Linked DNA regions of Hordeum vulgare: region 2 is linked to region 1. The links are chromatin contacts, called in public Hi-C maps. All regions are on one chromosome and are shown on one strand. Each heading gives the region's core, a stretch centred on a gene start, on an enhancer-like site or on the middle of the called end of the contact. The rest is flanking DNA. Distances are from core to core; before and after follow the strand shown. Region 1 holds the start of LOC123425485 (queuosine salvage protein-like). Region 2 holds the start of LOC123429769 (zinc finger protein ZAT6-like).

Region 1 (5,216 bases), core at 2,548-5,047:
GTAAAGAGTAATATCATGGTGACTGGCATAAGCAAGAAGTGTGCGAATGACCTCAAGTCTAGCAACGGGGGCACAAGTCTCACCGTAGTCCATACCTTTGACTTGAGTGTAACCTTGAGCCACAAGGCGAGCCTTGTTGCGTACTACTTGAACATCCTCATCTTGCTTGTTGTGAAACACCCATGTTGTTCCAATGATGTTGTGCTCATCTTTGGGTTTCTCCACTACTTTTCGTACTTCATTCCCCACAATTCCGAGCCATCGCAATCTTTGAGCTTAAATTGAAATACACTAGGTAGAATTGTTAGTCCAATGGATAATGTATGTTGTCATGAATTATCAAAACCTCAAAGGGAACATATGTGCTTTCAGTTTGGTGGCACAGTGGCGTAACACGGCGTCGGTGAAGTTTGCCCCACGCTAACTTTTGTCCATCCTTCACTACCAATCGATATCTACACCAATATAAATAGACCATAAATGGAGCTCCAATTAACCTCGATCGTCAAAATAGGTTCCACTGAAACATTGAGGGCCCAATGTGTTAAGTGTCCAACATGGTTCGTAGACAATCAATATCATATCGTAATAAAAAATCCGACAAAGATCACATCGTATTAATGGTAGCACAAACCACATTATTATCATGCAAATAATATCCTACATAATATGAACATGCAATTAATTTCATACAAAATATTAGGCCTCCCTTGGTTCATAGTATTTGAAAACTATTAGAAAATGAGATGTCGCGTATCTTGATCCCTATATGAAAAGATATGTCATTGATCTCATATGATATGGATATTTTATTAGATTCGAGCTAGTGTTTTTCCTTTAAAATGTGAATGATATAAATCAATCCTACATAGAAATATGAACCCATTCATACAAATCAAAGACTTTAAATAAAATACAATTCATGTAGAACATATACCCTCTATACCACTAAGCTCCCTAGTTTTAAAGAGTCCATATTTAATTAAGGTCTCTAATTAAAATTGGGTCATCCGGGTTTGACTGGGTCAACAATTTTATACTATATGGCGGTGCTACCTATTTTATAAGGACTCACAATTAATTGAGGTATTCAATTTAGGATTGATTCACTTGATTTTGACTAGGCCAATAATTTCTCAAGGAGATTTCTCTTTCAACTCGTTTAATTATGTATGTTCTCTAATTCTCAATCTCTTTCATTCAGTTGAGGTATTCAATTTTGAATTTAGTTTACGATTTTGACGGAGTCAATGATTTTTTAAATTGTCAGCAACGATCAGCCTATAAAACAAATTAATCCCACCCACCCTCCCACCACCTAGAAAAAATAAAGTAACCATATGATATTAAAGCACCAATATAGTACATGCAGTCACTCATAATTTTTTTCCATATAAATATATGTTGGTTAGCGGATAATACATGCAACACTACAAAAGTCCTGCCAAATCTCCGCATTATAAATAAAATAAACACACTCCATCATCTCTCGCACCCATCGAACTAAATATTACATAAGTTACAAATTATAAAGGGTATTAGCTTTTTGTAAAATCATTTTTTTTAACTTTGACCAAGTCATAGCAAAAAATATTGACATCCACAATATTAAACAAAAAATATAAAATCTCATTTCGTGATGAATCTATCATACCAATTTGATATTATGGGTTTTCATATATTTCTCTACAAATTCGACAAACTTAAAAAGTTTGACTTTTCAAAAAAGTCATACAACATATATTTTAAAACAAAGTATTTTTTTCTTAGGAATCTCAACAACGCCAACGACGCAACAGAATGCATCCAACCCTCCTTATACTCTCTCCATTTCGATGGACTACATACAGTTGTATATAGACATATTTTAGAGTGTAGGTTCACTCATTTTGCTCCGTATGTAGTTCATAGGAAAATTTCAGGGTCTTATATTTAGAATCGGAGGGACTAGTATCCTTCTTAAATTCTTAAAAATTCCCTCTATTCTAAAAGAGACATCTACTCGATAATGGCGTTTTGGAGCTCGGCCTCCATGGAGGCCATTTTTTAAAAAAAAAATTCAAAAAATTAGTTTCAAAAGATCTAAAAAAATATACAACTAAAAAAGGATTTGATCCGTGTGTGTAAAATTTCTGGTCGAAATACTTTGAAACGCGACCTGTATAAAAAGGACAAATTATCATGAGATTTGAAGTTTGAATTTTGAATGAGATTTGAAGTTTGAATTTAAAGGCCTTCATGAAGCTCGGCCTCCAAAAACAATTTTCACATCTACCCATTTTATAAATAATTTTAATTTAAAAGAAGGGCCGTGAGGGCAAAGGAGAAGAGCGTGGGGGCAATCGAGCCTATAAAACAAATTAATCCCATCCACCCTCCCACCACCTAGAAAAAATAAAGTAACCATATGATATTATAGCACCAACACAGTACATGCAGTCATTCATAATTTTTTTCCATATAAAAAGACGTTGGTTAGTGGATAACACATACAACACTACAAAAGTCCCATTAATTCTCCGCATTATTAATAAAATAAACACACTCCATCATCTCTCCCACTCGCCAAACTAAATATTACATAAGTTCCAAAATATAAAGGGTATTAGTTTTTTGGGAAATCAAATTTCTTTTACTTTGATCAAGTTCATAGCAAAAAATATTGACATCCACAATATTAAACAACAACAAAAAAAATCATTTGATGATGAATCTATCATACCGATTTGATATTACGGGTTCTGGTATATTTCTCTACAAATTTAACAAACTTGAAGAGCTTGACTTTTCAAAAAAGTCATACACCTTTTATTTTAAAACAAAGTATTTTTTTTCTTAAGAATCTCAACAACGCCAGCGGTGCAGCAAAACGCATCCAACCCTTACACTCCCTCCATTCCGATGGACTACATACAGATGTATGTAGACATATTTTAAAATGTAGATTCACTGATTGTTTCGTATGTAGTTCATAGTAAAATCTTTAAAGGGTCTTATATTTTGGAAGGGAGGGAGTAATATCATTTTTAAATTCCTAAAAAATCCCTCTATTCTAAAGGAGGCATCTACCCGAGAATGGCGTTTTGGAGCTCGGTCTCCATGAAGGCCGAATTAAAAAAAAAAATTCAAAAAATTTAGTTTCAAAAAATCTGAAAAAATATACAACTAAACAAGGGTGTGATCCTTGTGTGTGCAAAATTTCAGGTTGAAATATTTTAAAACGCGACCTGTATAAAATAGACAATTCATGATCTGAAATGATAAATAGTGTCATGCGTTAAAAAATTCCACGTTTGCCTTTTTTGCATACCTCTCATTTCAACGTATTTTGTTCTAAAAATTAACACACTTGTGTATTATACCTTCATCTATCTATGTATCTTTTTCAATTTTTTTAAAATATTAAAATACGAATTTTCATGAAATTTGAAGTTTGAATTTTAAGTCCTTCATGGAGCTCGACCTCCAAAAGCAATTTCCGCATCTATCTTTTTATTTATTTTTTATTTAAAAGAAGGGTGGTGAGGGCAAAGGAAGACGAACGTGGGGGCAATCCAGTCATTTCAGCAGTTCGGGAGGTGGGTCAAACATAGCAGACCACCCGAGCACAGCCGGTTGTTGTGCGCCCCACCCACTGCGCAATTCCTCGTGTTTCTTCCCCGCAAAAAAATAAATAAAATAATAATAAAATCCTCGTGTTTCTGCCAAGCGGGGGTTCTCCGAGGCCCTCGGAGGCGCCCATCGAGAGAGCAGCAAGAAGCCAACCAAACCCCCCCTCCGGAGGAAAAAACGCTAAAACCCGCGTCGCCCTCGCGGTCACGGGCCACACCAACACCACCACTCCGCCCCGCCGTCACGGTTTCCGCCCCCACACCCCTAAATCCTCCCGACTCGCCATTGTCCCGACCTCCCCCGCGTCCCTTATCCTATTCCTGTTCGCCCCGCCGCCATGGAGGCCGTGCGCGCGTCGGCGGCCTGGGTGGCCAGCCGCTCCTCCCACGTCAAGGTTGACATGCTAGGTATCCGTTTCCCGAACGATGCTAGGACTTTTCCGACCAGGGAAGGGAGCACCGTCTTCATTCATAGGGATGTTTTTCTTTTTTCTGGAACGGTGCTAGGATTTCTTAGGCCACGCAGTGTCATCTTCATAGGCTTTGCTTTTCCGGTGGGTTATTAGTCGATTGTATTTCTAAGCAGTATCCGATTGACCCTGCAAGAAACCAGAGTTGATTTTCATGTTGTAGGATTGGACTTCAATGTTCAGGTTCTAGATTCCACTTCACTTACATGTTGTTTTGGTCAGCTTTCATCATTTTCTTATAAAAGAACGACTTGATGGAATACATATTTTTGCTTTGCTTTTATATGTTTATGCCAATGTTCATCCTTCCATTGTTTTGTGACCAATGTCCCAAGTGAAACTCTAAGTTTTGTTCCTCTTACCCGTTTGTTCGTTTCACAGAGATTGAGAAGGCCGTGGACAAAATTCAGGGGAATGTTCCAAAAGTCGAGTGGGATTTCGAAGGAATCCATTACTTTGACAATGGACCGCTCACTGTGCAGTACCTCTTCGTCTTGGATGCGCTGAACTTTTGCTTCTGGCCAGGTATTAGTTCAGCCAGGAACGTACTTGGTGTTCTGAACATGTAGAAATTACTAGAGTGATGTATTGTCCTTATCTTATGAGTGGTACTTTTTCTTAAGGAATTCTGAAAGGTATTAGCATTGGCAGACATCAGGCGTTGCGATTCTACATTTGCATTTCTTTTGCTCCTGTATAAAATATGCGTGTGTTGTTGCTCCTGTACAGCATAGCACGTGGTTAGGGGAGAGGAGGGGCGGTTTATTTTTCTTTGTCTACTTGTTGACAATGATATTAAGACATTCGGTCGTGCAGTATTCTTCTTCTCATGACTTCAGGTTTTGTAGATTTTCACAGTGCAGAAATCAACTTCGTATTTTCTGAAAACAAGCACTAGTGCTTACACCACAAGGAACTTATGGATATTTCTAATCTAGTATATTTTTCTGTTAGTAGCTATATATGAGTCAACAACCTTCTATGTTGGTTTCTATGCTGCCAACAAGTGGCTAGGGCAGAGGAGGGGCGATTTATTTCTCTCTTTATGTACTTGACAATTGTTTGGGGTATTAAGACGTTCAGTCGTGCAGTATTCTTCTTCTCGTCACTTTAGGCCTTTTAGATTTTCAGAGCG
Region 2 (4,850 bases), core at 268-2,767, 570 kb before region 1:
CACAAACAAAAGCCAGCATGTTTCCCCAACGGAACCCTAGTTGACTTTTGTTCTGTTTCTTGGTTTTTATTTTTTGCGACGAGACTTTTGTTCAGTTCTACCTAAAACAAAATTCCTTGTTGATGAAACTGAAGCTTAATTGAGTTTTGATGATGGTTACTTGTTGGAAACAATTAAGGTTGGGCTGGACGGTTGATTACGGCCGCCTGTAACCTTGCTATGTTTGAGAGGTCAAAGCGGCGTCCATGTCCCTGTCCATGTATGGACGCCCTATTTCAGCAGCCAGCCGCGTGTAGCTTGCAGTGTTAGTGAGGACACTGCAGAACCGCTAATGAAATACTAGTGAAAAGCAGCTAGCAAAGATAAGATCTTTATCCGTGATTCAAGCTGTAAGCAGTAATTTTCTTCCAAGTGTTTCACTTTCACACGTACGCTAAGATATTTCGATATAGAGAGTTGAAAAAGGAAAGAAGAAAAGTTTCTATGTGATTTGATCAAAGGCTTACACAGCAAGTCCTATCCCATTCCCAGCTAGCCGCCCGATTCTTTATCCGACGGCCAGAGTCAAAAATATGGACAGGTAAGCAAATTTGGTAATACCATTACCAGCTAGCCACGCCAGCGCTTACCATATCAACGCCGCAATTCCAATCGAGGGCCAGAACGAATTGAACCAACCAAACAACAATCGAAAACCTAGAGAGGAATTCCTCCTAAAACCATCAATCAAAAACCTAAATCCCGCGCCGCGCCGCGCCGCGCCGCGCCGCCGCCACTGATCAGACTGCTAGTAGCATCAACCGCGCCCTCTTGGCCTCCGGGGGCGCGCTCTCGGCCTCGTCCCCGGCCACCCCCGACGCCGGCAGGTTCAGGTCGAAGTCCCTCAGCAGCTCCGCCGCCTTCGCCTTGGCGGCCTCCTTGTCCTTGCCGGTCCCGTCGGCCGCGGCGCCGCCCTCGTAGTGCAGGCGCTTGTGCCCGCCCAGCGCCTGCCCGGACGGGAACGTGCGGTGGCAGAGCGAGCACTGGTGCACCTTGGCCTCCACGGGGGCGGCGCCGGAAGCCTCGTCGCCGCCTGCCGACGCCGCTGGCGGCGTCGGGGGCTTCCGGTGGCTCGTCTTGTGGCCGCCCAGCGCCTGGTAGGACGCGTAGACCTTGTCGCACACGGAGCACTCGTACCCCTGCGCCTTGGTCGGCGCCGGCGCCGCTCCCACGCCCTTGACGCCTCCGACGCCGCCGTCCTCGACCTCGCCGCGGACGCCGCGCGCCAGCATGAGGAGGGAGAGCGCCAGGTACTCCTCCTCGGACTCGGCGCCGCCGCCAGAGCTGCCCCCACGGCGCCTGGAGCGACGCCCTCCACGAGCCCACGAGTCCATCGGCGGCGGAGACGGCGGCGGCACGGGCGACTTCCTGGACGCGTCGTCGGGCGACATGGCAGGCGGAGATCGATCGGGGCCGACGCAGGGTTGACCGGAGCAAAGAGGGAGGTGGACAAGTAGGAGAGTGGTGGGTGTGCGGGGGCGATTGAGAGGGAGGCGTGGGCTGGGGCTGCCATATATAGTGCCGCGGGGGAAGTGAGGGTAGTGCGGACTGCGGGGTGTGCCACTGTGCTGCTCTCCTCCAGTGGTAACTTACGCATGCGACCGCGTATGCGCCTGTGTCTGACTTGGTGATCAAGTCATCATCGCGTGGACGGATGATCTGACGGTCGGGGTGTCGTTGGGCTCTGCCGTGGCGTGATCTGGGCCCTTCGTGAGGTATACGGGGTGTTTTTTTTTTTTTTTTGCATCGTAGATACGGGGTGTGTTTGTTACGGCGGATAAGTCTTTGTGGACGTACGTGGTCTTTGTGTGTGCTTTCAGTGAGGATACGTATGCATTCATGGAGGACAAATCTAAATCTTTGCCTTCGAGATTATAGATACAACTACGCCTCCATCTTACCATTTAATTTGGATGGTGCTAGGCGTCAGCCGGCTGAAGCTTAAACAAAAATGCACTTCTTTAACCATCGAATTTTACTCAAGTCGCAATTAGAAGACATTCCGTTAAAACCCCGCATGCAACATGTGTCGTACATCGCTACATTGTTACATTCTCCTTCGCGTTTCGTGAAAATTTGCAAGGAAAATGTCACATTTTCAACACTAGCACACAACAATAAAATGTAGGCATGCAAGCAGCAAAGTTCCATTCATTGTAGCATGTATGTTTTCAAATGGGTGGCAAAAAACCAAGCATGAAAGATAAGTTACGTCGGACCGCACAAGTGTTCGTGAACGTACTTAGGTCTTTGTGTGGCATGTCGTGCTGCTTTCTGGGAAGATATGCGTGCATTGATGGAGGACAGATTTACATCTTTGCCAGATTATAAAGATTTATGGACGCCTAATCTTTCCATTTAATTGGGGTTGGCCAAGGCATCAGTCTGTTGTAGCTTGAAAAAAATAAATTGCCACCTCAACCGTCTGACTTAAGTCATAATCCCATGATATATGATTAAAAAATTGCATGCAACATGTGTCGTATATTTGCAACATCGTTTCATTTCCATCCACATTTGTGTGAACAATTGGTTAGGAATACAATACAAGAGCAAAATATATGCATGCATGCAACACATTTATATTTATTACACCATTTACGTTTTAAAATGGAATATAACTATCACTGCATGAAAGACCATGCACAAACAACAAAGACAACAATGAAGAAATGCTTCAGACCTTCCCAACATGCGTGCATAACCTATTGCAAAAAATTGCTCGTTTGTGTACAACAAACACTATAAACACTTAAAGCATGTTGAAACACAATATGCAACATCAAACGTTCACAAATTCTAATCAAAGCTAAACATCAACAATGGAGGTGTCACCTTCTGCTAATTGATTCTAATCGGCCATGAATCCATATACTCAGAGTCCCATCGAAGCCAAATCAAGCAACCGTTGGCCCATTCCCTGTGTCTAAGTGTCTATTAGAGCTCATGGGCGTAAGATCATACTTCACACGAGGTATCATGGTGGTTGGGAGGAGAAGTCTTTGTGGAAGGAGACAACTTGGGAAGTGGAGGGCTTCGATCTAAGAGGAGCTCCAATGGGAGAGGAACGGGTGTTGAGCTGACGGGATCCATGAGGAGGTGAAAAAAGGAGCTCCATGATAGAAACGGAGGGGAAAACACGTGAGATCAGAAAAGGAAAATGTGGCCATAGGGAAAAACATTACTTTTTTGCAAACAGGTGATCATCTTTATTCCTTGATTAGTCGCTAATATGAAATGTTTTCCTTCAATAATAATACCAAAATTAAGATGAAAAGTCACTTGTAAGCACTACACACGTTCTTTCCAAAATAATAAGCGCCTACTTGAGGTCCATGAACATATTTGAATTTCTTAAGGATAAAATTGGATGGAAAGGACAATGGTAAAAGATCAAAAAAATAACAGAGGATAAATATCTAGCCTCCATATTTAGCAAGATCGAGACATTTTGTTCATCATCTTTGAGACTAATATGGGTGTATGAACATAAGTATGTCGTCCCCTAATAGGATGGGCACAAGTATTATTTCATTTTATTTATTTCCTTTAGATCAATATATGCCATATCTACATATCTGAAGCAGAGAACTGTGAGGAAGAGACAACAAGAAAGAATGAGTTTAGGGAAAATGAATACGATGCCTCCTTTTTATAATTGGATACATATATATTCATTCCCCTTCATGGGTCAAGAAGAAGAAGAGGTAAGAGCAGTTAGAGAGTAAGCAGCGGCTTTCTTGGAGACATATACACATATTTTAATTTCTCAAGGATAAAACTGGATGGAAAAAAGAGAATAGTAAACATGACCAAATTAGTGAAGGGTGATAAATATGTAGCCCCATTTTATAGCTAGATATATACAAAATCATTTCTTACTTCTATGCGATGGTATGCGTGTTTGAACTTCAAATGAACAAAATTAGATGCAAGAGATGTGGTAGCATGATTGATTCTATGGAGAAGATGTTTTTATTTTACTTTTTTTGAGGGCAATACGTGTACCCCCCCATCCCCCCCTCCCCCCCCCCCACACACACATAAAGGATCACCTCGCAAAAGGCAAAGTCCTATAAAATCTATGTGTATGCGAAAAACAGAAGTGATCAAAAGAACGATCAATGAAATGCAGAACAAGCCATCAGCGCCAACAATATCATCACATACAATGAATAAAATCAAATGAATAAGCATATCTATATCGTCTGCTTTGTCAAACCCTCATATGTTATGTTGTCGAATTTGTGATGGAAAATAAATATGTCACCTCCCTAAACACACGCGTGCAAGTATATTCTCATTTATTTCCTTCTCTCGGATCATTACGCCATATCTACACTTTTAAAGAACAAAGCTCGGCGGAATTGACAAGACTTTGAAATAGGAGTCTTAGAATAATGCTGAATTCAAAGGTTTATTTCTAGAGCAAGCAAGATCGTATCTATTGGGGATAGTAAATATCTTGCCTCCCTTTTCTAGCTACATACACACAAAATGCATGTTCCTTCTTTCTTGGAGACTAATATGCATATTTGGATTTTCGAAGAGCGAATTTGAGTGGAAGAGATAATCACAAAAAGATGAAACTGTGATGGACTTACATGCATAAAACAAACTTCAATGGAACACATAATATCAAACCAGATCAAACTTGTGATGTAGGAAAAAAACTCACCTCCTTTGTGAGACTACAATGTTTGGAATCGTGTATTTCTTTCCTTGATACCAATGAGGCAATAAATTTGGTCCTATTTCCTTTCATGGATTAACAATATTAACTAAAACTATTTTCTCTCTATGGCAAAGTG

What was found. Hi-C and Micro-C count contacts between places; a contact is called where the count stands out from the background.
Region 2: a Hi-C map of leaf shows a contact between it and region 1, with 6 times the contacts expected there. The contact joins the promoter of LOC123429769 here to the promoter of LOC123425485 in region 1. A contact is called at or near these places in 2 of 6 Hi-C or Micro-C datasets (leaf and seedling).

The regions. Positions count from the first base shown.
Region 1 is chr2H:124,087,064-124,092,279 of MorexV3_pseudomolecules_assembly, reverse strand. LOC123425485 (queuosine salvage protein-like) reads left to right here and starts at 3,797. Exons shown (of 7, transcript XM_045109185.1): 1 at 3,797-4,019; 2 at 4,463-4,606. The coding sequence starts at 3,950.
Region 2 is chr2H:124,659,826-124,664,675 of MorexV3_pseudomolecules_assembly, reverse strand. It overlaps LOC123429769 (zinc finger protein ZAT6-like), which reads right to left and starts at 1,517. Exons shown (of 1, transcript XM_045113769.1): 1 at 463-1,517. The coding sequence starts at 1,430. The coding sequence ends at 780.